Linked DNA regions of Gossypium hirsutum: regions 2 and 3 are each linked to region 1. The links are chromatin contacts, called in public Hi-C maps. All regions are on one chromosome and are shown on one strand. Each heading gives the region's core, a stretch centred on a gene start, on an enhancer-like site or on the middle of the called end of the contact. The rest is flanking DNA. Distances are from core to core; before and after follow the strand shown.

Region 1 (2,685 bases), core at 120-2,619:
AGGTCTATGAAGGGATTGGACTCATCAAGCTCCAACGTTCCTCCTGATCCAACTTTCGGAATAGTCGCCAACCAAATCTTTCCTTGTTGATTGGAGAAGAATGCACGGTTCGATCCATCGGGGTGAGCAGCCATATCCAAGTAACTTCCATTACCAATTTTCTCAAGGCACAAACCATTTGGAGCACTAGGAGTTCGCGTCTCATTTAATCTAACAGGTTCACCATCATAGCAAACTGATTCATCAGTAGATGCTCCACCAAAGGCATTACAGAAATCAGTTTTGGACTGCCAAAGATCAATCAATTTGGTGAAATTCGAATTGGCAGGTGCTCCGGCTTGCCCTTGCAAGGAAGGTGCAAACGGGGAATTCAACATAGATACATTTTGACATGTATCCCATACATTAGAGCAGAAATCATTTGTTGCTTGGTTAGACTGAGATGAATTTGTTGAAACAGTAGAGTTGCAAAGGAGAGGCACCGTACGAGTCTCGGTATCAATTGCGAACAACTGCGCTGAAAATGGATCGCATCTCTGCAAAATCATAATAATAAAAAAGGATATAAACCAATGAATCAAGCATTTAAACCAGTGAAGAAATGAAAGTCTTACAGCACAGAGGACTGATTGAAGAACTGAAGCACAGCTTGGATCCGAGATATTCATATCTTGAAATTGCTTCTGTAATTGTGAATCAACAGTGGAATTGCAGCAGCTACTTCCATTGTAGGAACAAAATTTCAAAGCAGTCTTCAAGGTGAAAGGTGCCTCTGCAAACAAAACCCAGAAAGAAAAATTAGAAACCTAAAAAAGAAATAAATTCAAACTTTTTAGATTCAGAACTTACCTGAATTTGTACACAAAGGAAAAGAAGTAGAAGGATAAAGAAGCAACAAGAAGCTGAACATAAGATTAAGAACAAAAACACCTTTCATTGCACCAAATTGGTAGAGAAACAAAGGGCTACAAAGTTGACTTCAGCTACAAAACATGTTCTTAAACTTCATATACAATAAAGGGTTTTCTTCCTTTCCAGCTTCTCAACATTCTTCCCACTACCCATCAATGAAAATCCATTTCTAATTAATTATAAAACTACCCTTTTCGAGAAGGAAGCTGGATTCGACTTTACTGTACTTGTGAAGGCAAAACTAGCTTTTGACATTTTTGTGATTCAAACATAAAAAGAGTTGAATATCATGAATTGATTATGGGGTAGCTTTCAATCGGATCATAAAGGACATCAATTGGTCGGTATGCATTAGTTGACTTTTCCATAACTTCCTTCTAGCTGCAGACTAAAGACAGTGGGTGAGACTCTAAATGTAAAAATAGTTTGTTTTTTTTTTCCCTTTACCGCATACAAGATGAACAACTTGACTGTTTTTTATTCATTATTATCCACTATTGGGAAAAGGATCTAAACACTTAAAAAATGACAAAATACACGGAAGGAATGACATCAAAACTATAAGAAACGGACAAAGATATGACGACAACCATTTCACTTTCGCATTTAACTATTAAAATACGCATAATGATTTATATTTTTTTAATTAAATTTTACTTCAACTTTTCAAAAAAATAGTCAGAATTTAACTAATATCTTTTAAAAATATCGAAATACAGATGAAAATGTTATAATTTTAAACATAACAATCAAGGTAGATTTTTTATTTACTTTTTATAATTTTTTTGAATTTTAAATTTTTATTAATTTTAAATTATTTGTTAGCACGATTAATCGACATTTCTATTAAAAATTATTTTAATTTTTTTTAAAAATTTAATAATTAAATTTAATTTAAAAATTGACTAAATTAATAAAAATATATAAATATTAAAGAGTAAATTTATCATTATGCCTATAAAAAAAAGGGAGACGTTGGGTTTCATCCTTTGAATATCCAAATTATAGCTAAATTTGAATTTTTCGAATATCCATCACAGTCCGATTTGATTTTCGATTTTTAATTTTTTATTATTGGATTTTTTTTTGACAGAATGTTTTTTTAACCTTTGGTATTATTCAGTGATGTTTCAAAGATTTTTTTTTATTATTAGAATTTTTTTGACAGAATGAATTTTATTTTTTTTAACTTTGGAGATTATTTAGTAATGTTTCAAAGTTTTTTATTATTGGATTTTTGTTGACAGAATGATTTTCTTGTTTGAATTTTTTTAATAAATATTTCTAAAAAATAATTTTTAAGTAAATAAAAATTAATCAATAATTGTTTAGAAAATATTTTTATATTAATATTTTAAGTTATATTTATTATTTTAAATATAAAATAATTTCGTTAGCAATTCAATTTTTTTTTCATTTATAGCTTGTAGTTGTTTTACTTTTACGAATAAACACTTCGGATATGAAGGGACATTCATTTATTTGCAAAATGCAAAAAAATATAAATAAACTGTATTTACTAAATGTAAAATGTCTGAATTTAGATATTTGAAAAATATATTTAATTCAAATTTATTGCATATAATAAATTAATTCAAAATTTTATGTCAATAGAATAATTTTTTTTAGGTTTAATCTATAAATTGATATATATATTTTTTGATTTTGGTACTTAACCTACAGCTATATCGTTTTCTCCAAGTTGGTAATTGAATTTTCTTTGGATCAAACGTTGTACTTAAACTATTCTTTCATTGCTCATTTTACACCTAA
Region 2 (2,685 bases), core at 65-2,564, 380 kb after region 1:
GTTAAAAGTATTACACAATACGGATCATATCAATCTCGGCAAAGACTTAAAAAATAAGCAATGACCAAATAACCAGCTCACAACAAAGATGCATTGATCCTATGCGACATTTCTAATTCGGATAAAAGAAAATCTACCGGATAAACTAGTACAGATTAGCCAAGAAATCCAACTTCCATCAAGCAGAAGCAGATCACCATATACCTCTCGAAGAAGCCTGTGATCGAGGCGGTGGAGACGCCTCTTCTGAAACATCCGGAACCTGCTTCCACGCCTCCAACATCTGACTCATAACCTCCCTGGCGGCCTTTACCTATAAGATCCACATCCAAATATGGCAAAAAAGAAAAGAAGCAATTAAAAATAATAATATAAACCAAAATACAAATGATCTCACCAGAATTTGAATAAAAATTAAGTTAAAAACCTTATCAAATCTTCTAGCCTCGAAGACTTTCATGCAACCAGCTTTGAGCTCAGCCAATGAATCTCTCTCAACCACCGCTAACCTCCCAAGCGCCTCTGCCGCTCCCTTTCTCGCTGCCCAATCATGACTACTCAAGACCCCAATCAAGCACCCCACCAATGCTTTCATCATCTCATCACCCAAATTTGACGCCCCACCCGATCCGATCACACTCCCGATAACCACCAAAACTGCCGCCTTAGCCTTATAACCTTCAACTTTCACGAGTTTCTCCAGCTTCGTTAACATCTTCCCCAGCCTAACTGGATCTGGATCCGGTGATCCATCGATCGCCGCCGCCAAACACAATGCCGCCCCGATCTGCGCGTTCGGTTCTTGCTCTGTGAAAAGCGCATCGCTCAAAGGCTTCAAAAACGAAGATGAGAAGTTGCACTTGGTGAGGTTAACGGAGAGAGCTGAGACGGCGTCGACGCAGGCGGAACGGACAACGGAATTGGGGTCCCGCAGGCGACGGAGGAGGCTAGAGAGGATTTTAGGGAGGAAATGAGGGAAAGAATTCGGATAACTAACAGCCAAAACAGAAATGAGCTTCACGCATTGCTTTCGCACTCCGCTTTTATCGGAGGAATCGACCGCAAGAATACAGGAAATGAAAGTCGGAAGTGATGTGGCATCAAGGTTTCTAGCAATGGAGTCGAGCTCAGCAGCTGCGAGAGAGAAGGTGTCTCGATCGCCGAGCTTGTTTAGGAGGGTGTTAACTTTTAGTTTAAAAGGTTGCGCCATTACTCTTTTACTAATTTTATGGCAACGGCGGAGCAGCCGACGGTATCATTGGGCGGCTCCCCAGTGGTGGGAAATCTCCAAGATCCATTCAGGCCTTTATAATTTAAGGTGAAGAAGGAGAGTCGTTAAAAGAAAGTAAGAAAAGGGTCAAATTCTGACAAAAAGTCCTTGTACTATGTATTTTTGGTATATTTAGTCCTATACTATAATTTGTTCGAAATGTTATTTTAAATCCTATGACCAAAATTTTCCATTAATTGTATCAAATAATTTCACATGATCATTTATATACATTGACATTTCTTAATATAACTGGACCAACTTTTTGCACTTTATGAAAAAGAGATTATTTAACTATAAAATAAAATCAAAGTGTGTATGCCATACGTTAAAAAATAAATAAAGACACAAAAACATTTGATTTTATAATTGAGATTAGAAATAAGAGGAACTGAATCTTCTAGAAATACATAGTAGAGGGACCGTTGACAAAAATTTACCTAATAAAAGAAGCAGGTGAAACGGTGGCGTTTTAAGCAGGTCATGGCAGCTGTCTGGTAGCTTTTATTATTATTATAATTATTATTTTTATATGAGTTAATTTCACCAGACATCCCCAAATGACTGTCCTCATTTTAAATTGGTCCCAAAACTTCAAAACATTCTAATTATAGCTCAAGTTATCAATGTTGTGTCAATCAAGTCCTTTTATTAAATTTATTAATTTAAAAGTTAAATGATACGTCAAATATTACGTAACTAAATTTAAAATGAAAACTTTTAAAAAGAAAAACAGCTAAAAATAAAGTAAAATTGAACAAAAAAGTTAATGATAAAACTTCTTTAAAAGCTTTGAAAACCTCAAAACTATACATTTTTTTTAAAACATCTATTTTTATAATATTAGTTTTTTTCCTAAAATTTTCATTTTAAATTATGCCATTTAAAATTTAATGTGTCATTTAACAGTTAAATTAACAATTTTAATAATATAAGGATCAAATTACTATACCCTCAATAGTTTGGGAATATAATTAAAATAACTTAGAGTTTAGGGACTAATTTAGAATGAGGGTCATAGTTTAGGGATGTTTGTGTAATTAACTCTTATTATGTTTGTACTCTACTCAAGGTGGGAATAGGGTTGTCAACAATGATAAGGGAATAAGCAGATCTGGCAAATGGCAATTCTTGCTTAGGATTTAATTTATTTTTTCAAACAGAGTACTGTCGCTATTAATTAATTAATTAATTATTTTAACTTATTGTCATTTAAGGCTTGCAGTTGGAATCAGCATGAGGAGATAACTTTATAAATCTGCAAATATCCAATAATATTTCATTAAAATATCACATACTTAGGGTAAGGAACTATAGTTGTTAATTTTCTTCAAAAGTTTTTGGAGGTTGAAAATTCGTTTTCATCAGTAAATTTTCTCAAAGGTACTATGGACCGACAGATGTCTGACCCTCAA
Region 3 (2,685 bases), core at 86-2,585, 340 kb after region 1:
TTCAGTCACTAAATTATACAACTTCTTCTCAATTTCGTCACTAATATTTTAGATTGTTTTTGTTTTGGTCACTCTTCATTAAATAGTGAATGGAGTTGATGATATGACATTTTTTAACTAATATAATAACATATTTAGTCCTCATTACTTATACATAGTATCAATTTAATCTTAATTCTAAATAATTTAATAAAGTTAACTCTCTATATTTACAAATTCTATTAATTTGTTCATTAAACACATATAATTAAATATAATTATAATTAAATGATTATTTTATGTTATGAAAAGTACAAAATATAATATTATTTAAGGAAACATATACTATTATTTTTATATATATTATGAATTCAAATTTTTTTAAGCTATGTTAGTGAATATGAAATTTATGGGCACGAGACTGAGAATGATGAAAGCTTCTGCAAACTTCTTTGCTACCAATACGGGAATTTAACTTTCTAGACATCAAGAATTACCGAACCATTAACCTTAATCTCCTCAAAATCACGTGCCTTAGCAAGCTTCATTACCAGCTTAACAACATTAATCTCTTAAAAGCAAATGATTTAATTGAAGTCCAAATTTTTGTAGGTTAAATTTTAAAACAATTGCAGTCTAGTTTTTAGTAGAATCTGTTGTCAGTCATTGCGTGATTATTTGTGTTTTTTATCACTAAATGTTGTTTTTGTTTCTTCATCTCTCGTTTTTTTATTACTGAAGGCACAAGTTATTAATCTAATAATATTGTTTAGTATCATGTTATTTAGATTCGGGTGTAAATATAATATACAAGTACATGCTGATACGAAATAATATAAATAATATTATATTTTTTTACTATTTTATAATAAACAATAATTTAATTATATATGTTTAAGGATTAAATTAATAGAACATATAAGTATTGAAGACTTATTATACCAGTTAAAAAAGTCACATTATCACTCTCGTTAATCATTTAGAGTGACTAAAATATAAACAATTTAAAACAAGAATAATAAAATTGAAATTTTTATAATTTTATAGGTTACCCAACAAATAAAAAGATTATGCGGAGGTTGACAAGCTTAAGCTTAAATTAACCGCTCTCAAGTCCCAAGTCTCAACTCAAAACTCCAATGTGGCCTTTGCCGTTGCCAACTGCTTTTACTTTCACCCAACTTCCAGAGCCTCACTTATCTACCCATTACCTCACGCTAGGCCCTCCATCAAGCTACCGCCCAAACGTAAAACCACTTCACGCATCGAAAGCCACGTGTCCATCAAGTTCCTTAGTGGACCCCACTTCGCTGGCGCGGAAGGAAGAAATAGAATAGAACCGGAAACATGTTATAACTTAAAAAAGAATAAGAAAAAACCGCCGCTTAAGTCAGCTGAAGTCGCTTCGTTGGTAAATAAAAGGGAGAGTGGAGGGTAAGCTTGGTATTTGGAAATAAGGGGTCTTTCAGTTCGTAACAGACAGCTGCTGCTAGGGAAGGAAAACAAAACCTCCGTTTGCATACTGTTGTTGTTGTTCGCAACTTGGTCTGAAAGGAACTTAATCAATTCGATGCATTAGTGGCTACAATGGCGGATTCTCAAGTAAAGTTTCTCTATTCTTTTACACTTAATCTAATCTACTTTTTGTTCTTTGGGTATGAATTTTGAAGCTGCTTCTTCTTCTTTTTTGTTAGAAGGACTTGGGTTTTGATTTTTAATTGGTTCAACAGGAGTATTTTCGATGTGGGTTTTCTTTGATGTTTTCTTTTTTTTTTCTTTTAACAGAAATTGACGGCTTTGAAAAAGGCGTATGCCGAAATCATTCTGAACACGGCTAAAGAGGCGGCGGTGAGGATAATGGTGTCGGAGAGAAAGGCTCTAAGATATCAGCAAGAGCTGTTCGCTGCTAAAGATGAGGCGTTGCGTATGTTGCTTAGGTTGAAACAAATGTTGGATGCTAAGGTAACTATTGGTTTTTTAAGATTGTTTTTGTTTTTGTTGTTTGACGATGTTTCAGCTTGGGTGTTATAATTTCTTTGCTCACTGCCTTTTGCATCGTAATGTGGGTTTCGTCTCATTGTGTGTTTTGTTTGGTGATAAATGTTTTTGATGTTTGATCTCATTTTTCTGATATAGTTTTATTGAACTCTAATAAGCCTTTTTTTGAAATAAAAGCTGTCTACTAAGGTTTCATTCTTGGTCACTAGAACTAAGATTCCAACATTCCCTCAACAGATTGCTTTCAATAATATAGACATTTCAAACATTTATCACAGGTGTAGCGTGCTTGAAGGAATGCAAGTTTGTCAATTGGAATTACAATTTTTGGTATGCGTTTGTATTTTGTTTATAGTTGTATTTGCTTTGCCTGCATTGGGTTAGTTTTCTCTTAAACCCATTTAGTTTTCTCTTAAACCCCAGAGGCTTTTATGAATTGTGGTGAGAGAAAATGTATTCGATCATGCAAATTCATTGGTTTATGTGTATAAGAATTGTCCAACAACTTGTAATGGTGAACTTGCTAAAGTTGAATGTATATGGCCTAATTGATCGAGTAGGTTCAAGCAGCAAATCATGATTTTGTGTTTCTTATCTTGGATTAGAAATTGTTTTGTATCATATGTTGTGCTCCATCACTCCAACTCAGCTATGACTGTGGTACCCACCTGACATGGATAAGCTCAAATGTTTGTGAATTTTTTCCTT

The links. Hi-C and Micro-C count contacts between places; a contact is called where the count stands out from the background.
Region 2: a Hi-C map of leaf shows a contact between it and region 1, with 2.0 times the contacts expected there. The contact joins the promoter of LOC107887293 here to the promoter of LOC107887281 in region 1. A contact is called at or near these places in 3 of 34 Hi-C or Micro-C datasets (all in leaf).
Region 3: a Hi-C map of leaf shows a contact between it and region 1, with 1.7 times the contacts expected there. The contact joins the promoter of LOC107887294 here to the promoter of LOC107887281 in region 1. A contact is called at or near these places in 2 of 34 Hi-C or Micro-C datasets (both in leaf).

Annotation. Positions count from the first base shown.
Region 1 is chrA03:24,040,604-24,043,288 of Gossypium_hirsutum_v2.1, forward strand. LOC107887281 (HIPL1 protein) reads right to left here and starts at 1,370. Exons shown (of 7, transcript XM_016811472.2): 1 at 850-1,370; 2 at 615-772; 3 at 1-536. The coding sequence starts at 937.
Region 2 is chrA03:24,418,652-24,421,336 of Gossypium_hirsutum_v2.1, forward strand. LOC107887293 (TORTIFOLIA1-like protein 3) reads right to left here and starts at 1,315. Exons shown (of 5, transcript XM_016811483.2): 1 at 428-1,315; 2 at 205-313. The coding sequence starts at 1,210.
Region 3 is chrA03:24,384,821-24,387,505 of Gossypium_hirsutum_v2.1, forward strand. LOC107887294 reads left to right here and starts at 1,336. Exons shown (of 4, transcript XM_016811484.2): 1 at 1,336-1,581; 2 at 1,765-1,941. The coding sequence starts at 1,567.